Regions from separate parts of the Sus scrofa genome. Here all the other regions are linked to region 1. A link is a contact called in public Hi-C and promoter capture Hi-C data. All regions are on one chromosome and are shown on one strand. Each heading gives the region's core, a stretch centred on a gene start, on an enhancer-like site or on the middle of the called end of the contact. The rest is flanking DNA. Distances are from core to core; before and after follow the strand shown. Region 1 has its middle 370 kb from the start of ONECUT1. Region 2 holds the start of ONECUT1 (hepatocyte nuclear factor 6). Region 3 has its middle 280 kb from the start of WDR72.

What was found. Promoter capture Hi-C pulls out the DNA fragments that hold promoters and counts their contacts. A called contact is a pair of places that touch in the nucleus more often than the background predicts.
Region 2: a promoter capture Hi-C map of liver shows a contact between it and region 1, with 11 times the contacts expected there. The contact joins the promoter of ONECUT1 here to the enhancer-like site in region 1. A contact is called at or near these places in 2 of 5 promoter capture datasets (fetal liver and liver) and 7 of 47 Hi-C or Micro-C datasets (embryonic fibroblasts, epiblast stem cells, fetal liver and 2 more).
Region 3: a contact with region 1 is called in a Hi-C map of liver, with 2.1 times the contacts expected there. The contact joins two enhancer-like sites. A contact is called at or near these places in 4 of 47 Hi-C or Micro-C datasets (liver and skeletal muscle).

What each region holds. Positions count from the first base shown.
Region 1 is chr1:118,540,132-118,543,339 of Sscrofa11.1, forward strand. No RefSeq gene overlaps it. Among named protein-coding and RNA genes, the nearest start is that of ONECUT1, 370 kb to the right of the region's middle. Within about 2 kb of position 1,555, at least 4 of the 83 cell types and tissues checked have an H3K27ac peak or open chromatin away from gene starts, as enhancers often do. A contact at or near this core is called in fetal liver and liver, where this site is marked.
Region 2 is chr1:118,911,903-118,915,110 of Sscrofa11.1, forward strand. It overlaps ONECUT1 (hepatocyte nuclear factor 6), which reads left to right and starts at 1,498. Exons shown (of 2, transcript XM_001928991.5): 1 at 1,498-3,097. The coding sequence starts at 1,993.
Region 3 is chr1:118,228,555-118,231,762 of Sscrofa11.1, forward strand. No RefSeq gene overlaps it. Among named protein-coding and RNA genes, the nearest start is that of WDR72, 280 kb to the left of the region's middle. Within about 2 kb of position 1,542, at least 5 of the 83 cell types and tissues checked have an H3K27ac peak or open chromatin away from gene starts, as enhancers often do. A contact at or near this core is called in liver, where this site is marked.

The DNA.
Region 1 (3,208 bases), core at 305-2,804:
GCTAAGTAGCAGGAACTTAAAAAGGCTTATAGGAAGGGTGGTATAGGACAATGGGGAGAAATCTGGTGGTCCAGGATGTAAATGTTTACCAACCAGAACATAAATAGTTCAATATTATAGCAACTGCATAGCCATGCCAATGGCCATCATCTCAGTATCATTTCTGATAAATAACAAAAGTATCATTGCAATGTCAGAGGGTGCTGGGAGTGTTCAGATTACCTGTTTAGAACAGCTTTTAGGAGTTCCTGCTGTGCCGTAACAGTATCAGTGGTGTCTCTGTAGCGCTGTGATGCAGGATCCATCCCCGACTCAGCACAGTGGGTTAAGGATTTGGCATTGCCTCTGTGGCATAAATTGCAAATGGTCCACGAGAGATGGTCAAATATGAAGAAAAAAAAAAGAAGAAGAAAAGATTTTGATCTAAGACCTTGTCAGCCAGACAAGTTCAGAGAAGGTAAGGTTTTCAGGGAAAAGGATAAGTTTGGGCACAACTACAGAGGCATAAGAGACCAAGGAAAAAATTGAGAAAGGGAGATTGACTTTTATTATTATTAATAATAAATGAATAACTATTACCATTATTATCACTAGAAAGACAAATTATCACCCTTAAATAGGTGAGTGGTTGTTTTCCAAAAGTCCAAACTGGTCATATTATTGAGGCATTGGGCATTCCCCCATCTCTGCTCTTACAGTGGCCTGCATCCTCAGCCCCACTACGTACAACCCCTGGGTGAGTTCTCTATTACTCCCATGTGGCAAGGTATACAGGCCCCTCTCCTTCAATAGCTTGCATCAGAGGAGCTTTGACAAACAAAACCAAGTCTTTCTGAGACAGCTTTATAAATCAGAACCTACAGATGAGCTGGCCTCAAAGAAAAATGACTCAGGGGTTGCCAACCTAGAGAAGCTGACCATGATGGAGGACTAATTGTCCATCAGTGATCAGGCAACCAGCCAATGGGGATGAAAGAGAAGATGAGTGCACCACCATTGGGATCAATGTGGCTGCTGATCAATGTGGGCAGAAAGCAATGGCCAGAATGGGGAGCAAGTTGCTCAGTTTGGAAAACTAACCTGCCTTTGAAGAGTGACTAACATCAAATGGAATTCATGCTGCTTATAAAGATGCCACAGAGTTACTCAAATTGACATTTCGCTGGATGCAGCCAGTAGATCTAGACCTGACCCCCAAAACAAACACATTCTGTTCTTCTGACCAATTTGCATCTTTCAAGAATTCTGTAAAGTGTTATATTGACTTGGTTAGCAAAGTTTAAAGTAAAAATATTCAATATTGAGGTCAAAAACAGACTTTATAACTGAACCTAACAGAGAATGTCTCATCAAATCTCTTCCTTTTATAGAGGAAAAAACCTGAAGCTCAGAGAAGTGAAGTGAGTTGCCCAGAATCACAAAGCTCACAGGCAGCAAAGTGAGAAATAACACTGGAACCTTTGGTTTCTAAGTCCAATGACCTTTCTCTCACTCCTAGGCAGCGTCCTTTGATCTTAAACCACAAGTTTAAAGAGGCATTCATACTTTGGCAGGGCAGACAACTTTGCCCAGCAGGAAGAAGTCCAGAGTGGGGCCTTCCCACACAGACAAAGCCAGGGCCAGCAAAATCCCAGAGCACAAGTAGGCACAGGATAAACAACAGACCATGGCCTCACTACAGCCAACTCACACCACTGAAAAGTGAGCATGCTTCATTTTAATTTCAACATCATTCTCCACAGCAGTTTTGTCCTACGTACACAAAGAAAGTCACCCTAAGCTGCTCGATCTGAAACTGCTGTGGCAAGTGCGAGTTCACCCTCAGACAGCAGGCACAGAGAGCGGTCACTTTGTGGGCTGCTGCCCCAGCTTTGTGTTCATATTTGGACAGGAATACATGCAGCTGGTATTTGAGCAGCCACTTCCTCCTGCCGTGTCCTGTGCTGACGCCTAGGGGGCGCTCTCGATGTGCTCCGCAGCCCAGGAGCATCATAACAGCCCAAAGTAACAACCAAAAAGACACAGCAGGGGTTTTTCCCCTTTTTAATTTACTCCGACGTGTTAAGGAACAGTAAAGACACAATTCCAATCTCAAAGAGGGTTTAAAAAACCTGCCTTGCTTACTGAGGCAGTGAAATATTTAAAATATATTTATTAATTGGATTATTTCCTTTCTGCCTCTCCCTTTAATTTTTTTTCCTAATCTGCCCTAAAAGTCAAAGTATGTTTCTATCCATTTTTATGGCATATGGCAAGCTTTAATGATAACAGAGTAAAGTCGTCTCCTGATTAAAATGGCTAGCTGAAACGACCTGCTTTTATTCCTGCTACTACTTGCCCTGTAACATAATGACCAGCTTTAAATCCATCAAAGTGGAGTACACAGTGCGATTGCAAAGGTTCAGACATGGAAATCCAGTAAATTTTATCTGCTATTCGGCCAAAGGATGCTCTCAAGTAGAGCTCCAGCCTGCTGAGTTTAAAAGATCAATTCCTCAATTCCTAATCATTCATCCCAGCCAGGGATCTGCATCTACCTCTTTCTCCAATTCATTCCCAAAATGTTCTCCTGAGGCATGGGCAGAGTATGCACAGGTTTCGAGAAGTTTAAGTGAAGAACTTAGAAATGCTTAGGATTCCTATTACCATGTGTAAGAAGAAAAAAGTCACAAGTTAAAAACAAGGCAAAAGGCAGCCCAAATAATTGAAATTAACAGATATTATTGAGTGACTTCAAAGTAGCTAGGCAGGATTAATAAGTGATCATTATGGCTAATATTAAAATGTATGTGTGTGTACATGTATGTACTCATATACAAATACATTATATCCTTTCACATCCAGAGAGTCAGGTTTTGTTACATGTATGTTTGCATATGTGAACAATTCTAGAGAAGATTATCTTGCACACAAAGCAAACAACCCTGCCCCCATTGTGAAAGAAGCAGATCCCCTGAGATTAGGGAAGAAGGAATTGCTTATGGTCAGCATAGGCCGGGAGAACAATGGAGACCTCCGCTAAAAGCATAGCAGCAGCAGCAGCCGGCTAGGATGGGTGGGGGACTGACCACATGGCCATTGCAAACTAGATGGCATTGTCAGTGTCACCACAAGTGACTAAAAAGGGCTCAAATTTGCAATTGTTATGATTAGCAGGTGGTTTAAGAGATATGAGGCCCACAAAGTGACTCAGACTGTGGGTCGGGGG
Region 2 (3,208 bases), core at 248-2,747, 370 kb after region 1:
TGGTGGGAAGTTCCCCCAAGGGTTGGCTGGCCCAAGCTTTTGTTTAATGGACTCAGCTACCACTATCACTACCATCCCACCACCCTGACTTCTCCTAGGATCTGGGAACATTTCCAGCAAAAACACCTTGTGGGCTCCAACCCTGTGCCCCAGGAAAAGAACCTAAGCTCTGAGTTTGGTGCAGTGTAGGCCACACATACTTTGCTCCATATCTGAGCCCAGATACCCAGGCTCTGAGAAGCTGTCCCCCATTGTGACCACCGCTCGCCTGGGGCTGAGGCTTGGCGCTGACCCGGTTGTAACTGCCAAGGGCCGGACAATGAGCACATCTGTCCTTTCTCTGAGGGATGAAAGCACCTAAGCGGACACGCTCTGCCTTTTGTTACGGATTTTTTTTTCTCTTTCTTTTGTAAATGAAAGAAAGCCGGCGGCATGTGGCCACCGGGTGTACGTCCCACGCTGGGGGCCTCCCCACGCGTACCCAACAGGCCTAAGGACCAGGTTCGATTCCGGATTGGTGCTTGATTGTGGGAAGCGAACAATTACGCCCAAAGCTGAATTGATTTTCAAATCTGGAGGCTTCTCACAGGGACGCCGGGAAGAGGGCGTCCCTACGGGCCAAGCAGAGACCGGCGCGCCTAGTCCACCCTGCCGGCGTCAGTTCTTCCCACAAGCAGCGGCCTCTGGGTGCTTTAGCAGTAGGGCCATGAAGAAACCGTAGGAACAGCTCGAGTCTCGGCAGCACCATCAGATACCACGAGTTAATATGGGAACCCACCAGGGCACTCATAAAACACACACGCACACGCACACACACACACACACTCATGCACGAAGCGGCGCGCCACTTTAATTATCAGCTAAGCCCGGGAAGGATCCAGGCGGTGGAGGACTGCGAGGTATGGCCGGTGCCGGGTCTCTTGGCACTAAGTGCTCCTCTTCGCGGAGCTTGGAAGGGTAGGCAGAGAATTACTAGGGATGGATGACAGAGGTTGTCCGGTCAACAGTGGCAAGATTGACCAAGGCCTTTGAGATATTTGCTCCCCTCCCCCCGCAAAAGGCCAAACATCTGAAGATGGGGAGAGCGTGGACTCCTAGAAGCCCTCCCATGAAATAGGCCAGGGTGCAAAGAGTGATGACACAAGCTGAGGCTCCCCAGGCAACCCCAACCGGGAGACAGCGACTGGTAAGAGGGGCGATGGCTCTCTAGGCATAGTGCGCCACCAGGGATGCTAGCCCAGCAAGTGCGGGCGGGGGCTGGGAGGAGAGCCCACACAGGCGAGGGATCCTAGAGTAATCCAAGTTTCCCGGGGTTGCGGTGGCAGTCCCAGGTCGCGCTCTACGTTAGGCACTCGCACGTGCGCGTCGCTCCCTCCGCCCCCGGCTGGGCACCTCTGGTAAGGCCCCCCCCCCGCCCAACTTCATTTGTTAGGGGACGTCACCGGTTGTTGGCTCTGGGACTGAGGGGGCGGGGCCGATCCGTGCGCCTGCGCGCTGCGCCCAGCTGGCGGGAGGGCGGGCCGCGGCGGCTGTGGCGGCGGCGGCGGCGGCGGCGGCGGAACAGCGGCCACAGAGTCTGCAACAGTAACCGAGCCATGGCTGGAGCTGGCCAGCGGTGCGGGCAGGCAGCAGCCGCGGAAGGCGCGCGGGCTGCGTCAGGGGAGCCGGGGGCTTCACAATTCTAAGAAGGAGAGGGGTGAGAGGGGGCCGGGGCGGGTGGGCTGGGGGCACTGAGCTCGCCCAACTGCGCGGATCCTTTTTGGAAATTAATATTTTTTTAAAAAAATAAAAAAAACCGCGGAGGACGCAGAGGGGAAGGTGGGGGCAAGAGGGACGGCGAGACTCACTGAGAGGGAAACAGCCCCACAGTGAGAGGAAAGAAGGAAGGCAACAGTCGCTAGCAGCCGATGTGAAGACCGGACTGCGTGCCCCTTCGCCGCCTCTGCCCGGCCTCATCGATGTTGTGTCCGCAGCCCGCTCGCCGGGATCACGATGAACGCGCAGCTGACCATGGAGGCGATCGGGGAGCTGCACGGGGTGAGCCATGAGCCGGTGCCTGCCCCAGCCGACTTGCTGGGCGGTAGCCCCCACGCGCGAAGCTCTGTGGCGCACCGTGGCAGCCACCTGCCCCCCGCGCACCCACGCTCCATGGGCATGGCGTCCTTGCTGGACGGCGGCGGCGGCAGCGGCGATTACCACCACCACCATCGGGCCCCCGAGCACAGCCTGGCCGGCCCCCTGCACCCCACCATGACCATGGCCTGCGAGACTCCCCCAGGTATGAGCATGCCCACCACCTACACCACCTTAACCCCTCTGCAGCCGCTGCCGCCCATCTCCACCGTCTCGGACAAGTTCCCCCACCATCACCACCATCACCATCATCACCACCACCCGCACCACCACCAGCGCCTGGCAGGCAACGTGAGCGGTAGCTTCACGCTCATGCGGGACGAGCGCGGGCTGGCCTCCATGAATAACCTCTATACCCCCTACCACAAGGACGTGGCCGGCATGGGTCAGAGCCTCTCGCCCCTCTCTGGGTCTGGTCTGGGTGGCATCCACAACTCCCAGCAAGGGCTCCCGCACTATGCCCACCCAGGCGCCGCCATGCCCACCGACAAGATGCTCACCCCCAACGGCTTCGAAGCCCACCACCCGGCCATGCTCGGCCGTCACGGGGAGCAGCACCTCACGCCCACCTCGGCCGGCATGGTTCCCATCAACGGCCTTCCTCCACACCACCCCCACGCCCACCTGAACGCCCAGGGCCACGGGCAACTCTTGGGCACCGCCCGGGAGCCCAACCCTTCGGTAACCGGTGCGCAGGTCAGCAATGGAAGTAATTCAGGGCAAATGGAAGAGATCAATACCAAAGAGGTGGCGCAGCGTATCACCACCGAGCTCAAGCGCTACAGCATCCCACAGGCCATCTTCGCGCAGAGGGTGCTCTGCCGCTCCCAAGGGACCCTCTCAGACCTGCTGCGCAACCCCAAACCCTGGAGCAAACTCAAGTCTGGCCGTGAGACCTTTCGGAGAATGTGGAAGTGGCTGCAGGAGCCGGAGTTCCAGCGCATGTCTGCGCTCCGCTTAGCAGGTGAGCTGGCCAAGGAGCTGGGCACATGGGGGGATAAGGTATTGGGGAAGCTGAAGGCACCTAAGGAGGCAGGGAAAGAGAGAGATCTGTGCATGCTTCACTCCCCGAGAG
Region 3 (3,208 bases), core at 292-2,791, 310 kb before region 1:
GTTAAGAAATGTTATGGCTGATAACCTCTTTCTGAGCCTAAGATTCACATTTACCAAGCAGAGTTATTGATTGACTAGAGCAAAATTATTTTGTTTTCAGGGAAACAAAGTCTCTCAGAGACCACATTCAAACTTTCCCTTCATTTAATTGTACCTTTTCCAAGGACAGAGATAAGATTTTTTTTCCCCTTCTGATTCTCAAGCAGGTCAACCTGGGTCTACAAAGACCAAATATTTATGGACATATGTGAATATGCAGTTCCCTAATGACAAATGTGTGATAATATGTCAGAATGAAAGATTTTTGAGACAGTAATGTTGACTGTCTGAGTTGGGCATTTACTTAAGCTGTGTTGCTGGGAAGCGAGTACCTGGCCTTCAATCAAATAAAGCATTCTCTAATGAATGAGTTCACATTCTGAAGTATAACCTCCAAGATCAGGACATTCAGGTACAAATGAATCATCCTTTGTAGAAAGAGTTGGCGATTTTTACACAAGCCTGAGAATACTTTATTCCAAGTATATGCCTCATGTGGATCATACTTGGCTGGTTTAGATTAACAAAGAACCATCAAATAATGAATTGAAATTTGACAGGAAAATGTTTTTAAGATCTGCACACCACAATATGTGATTCTACTTATATAAATTATAAAGATATAAAAATATATTTTATCTTATTAGAATACAAGATATTGGTTACCGTGGGGGTGGAGACCAGAAAGCGCCTGATGGACAGATTCTAGAGTGCCAGTAAGGTCTTGTTTCTTAATCTCTATAATATTTACATAAGTGTCCAGTTTGTGAAAAGTCACTGAGCTTTATAGTTATGGCATGTACACATGTATGTGACAAAAATTTTTATTTTCAACTTTCATATATATTTAATAAAAATTATACACATATATTAAAGTGTGCATATGTCTTGGTAGATTTTTTTTGGCCACACCCACAGCATGTGGAAGTTTGTAGGCCAGGGACTGCACCTGTGTCACAGCAGTAACCCAAGCTCGTACAGGGACAATGCTGGATCCTCAATCTGCTGTACCACGAGGGAACTCCTGTCTTGGTACCTTTTAATTCTGTTTAAAGAAATATTTATTTTCTTTAAGTTCAATGGATCTTTTGAGTAAACATACTTTTATTCTCCTTGAAGTTGACATATGAACACTTAATACACTTTTTTTTGAAGGAATTGTTATATCTAGCTTAATTTTTGTGTAACTGTTCATAAAAGTGAAAACTTATTCTCACAGCATCACCAAGCTCTAAGCTCCCTGAGGTAGGAGACATGTCCTGTTTATATCCTTAGAGTCTGCTATATGGTAGGTAATCAGTAATTACTGAATCAAATACAAAAGATCAGGCAGAACAGGATACCTGATATTCTCTAACCCTGACCTCTAGTCCCTTCAGTCTCTTTCCACTTGATAGTTCATAACATTGAGTACTAAAGGAAGTTAAAGCATAACTACTTCTGCTGTGGCCAGTTACATGATATGCAGGAACCCAACCTCAAATCAGGAGATATTGCACAAGGGCCAGGAAGTAGTCAAGGACAAGAACTGAGTAACTTCATCAGCCTTTGGTAAACAGGAGCTAGCACAATGGCCACGCAAAACAGGACAAGCTCAAAGTGCAGTGTCATGGCCAGATGTCTCCTTTCACTGGAATGTACACAGGTGCCCCTTAGGGACCTGCCTTGCAGGAATGTTTACAATGAATATTTACCAAATGGTTTATGGCATATATGCTTTGCCTTTTTTTACTCTCATAATAATTTCATGATATAGGTAATGTTATCCCTGTTTTATAGACAAGGAAATTGAAGTTTAGCAAAGTTAAGCAATTCACTCTTACCACGTAAATGACCACAGAAATGTAACTCAAACCTAAGTCTGGCTGACACTAGATCCCATGAACTGATGATATCACACATTTAAAAAGAAAAAAAAAAAAAAAAAAAACTCTGAAAACTCAGAATTATTCCTTTTTTTTTTTTTTTTTTTTTTTTGTCTTGTTTTTTTTAGGGCCACACCCTCAGCATATGGAGTTCCCAGACTAGGGGCCTGATTGGAGCTGTAGCTGCTGGCCTACACCACAGCCACAGCAACACTGGATCCAAGCCACATCTGTGACCTACACGACAGCTCATGGCAACGCTGGATCCTTAAGCCACTGAGCAAGGCAAGGGATCCAACCCGCATCCTCATGGATGCTAGTCGTATTCATTAACCTCTGAGCCATGACAGGAGCGCCACAACTCATAATTATTCTGATTAAGCCCATAAATTTAAAAAAATGTATATTTGGAGAGATATTGGAGTCTTCTTTATTATTTTTTATTTTCTGGATGATTTTTTAATTGCAAAAAAAGTTAAATAGAGATTGTCTCTGCTTTCTTTTCAAGGATAATTAATGTTGATTCAGATCCTTTGCTGCATGTATCTTATTTTATCCCTCACAACAACTCTGGAAAGAAGGTACTTTCATTATCTCTATTGAATAATAACCTGACTGAGGAGTTCCAAGGTTAAGTAACTTTCTTGGGGCCACTCAGCCAATGAGTAGCTCTTCTAGGTTTGGGAACTAAGTCTCTCCCACTCCACAGTCCAGGATGCCAAATAGCTTTCCTCTCTAGGGCTAACCATGGTCTAGCTGCCTGGAGTTCTGTGCTGAAATGCACTGCGAGGCCACTGCAGACCTCCAAAGGAAAGAAGGCTGGTATATACTAGTCAGGCCCGCCCCTTCTTTGTTATCCCTGTGATCTACTCTTTCCATAACTCACTTTTTTATGCCTCTGGAGCTCTACCAGTATTTAATTATCATAGGCCTTGTTATGATTCTCAACTTGCAAGGCATAGACATAAGATCACACCCTACTGAGTCATTTTTATATCTGCATGCTCCAAAGAAACTGCAACCATTCTATAAGCAAGTAGCAGACACAGAGGTTTGTCATGTTTCTATTTAGACTATAACTGTATGTAAGAAGATTTTAAATCACTAAAGTAAACACAGACCAAAATTATTCTTAATATAGAAACAATTCATTTAAACTAAAAAGAAATTAAATGTCTATACTATCTTTGAAAGTTGCAGGCAGACTAGGACAATGAAAAAGGAACCAGATTGGGGTCAGAACTATCAGGCCCAGGTTCCAACCTGACCCCTTGCTGGTTCCACAACCCTAGACTAATCACTCC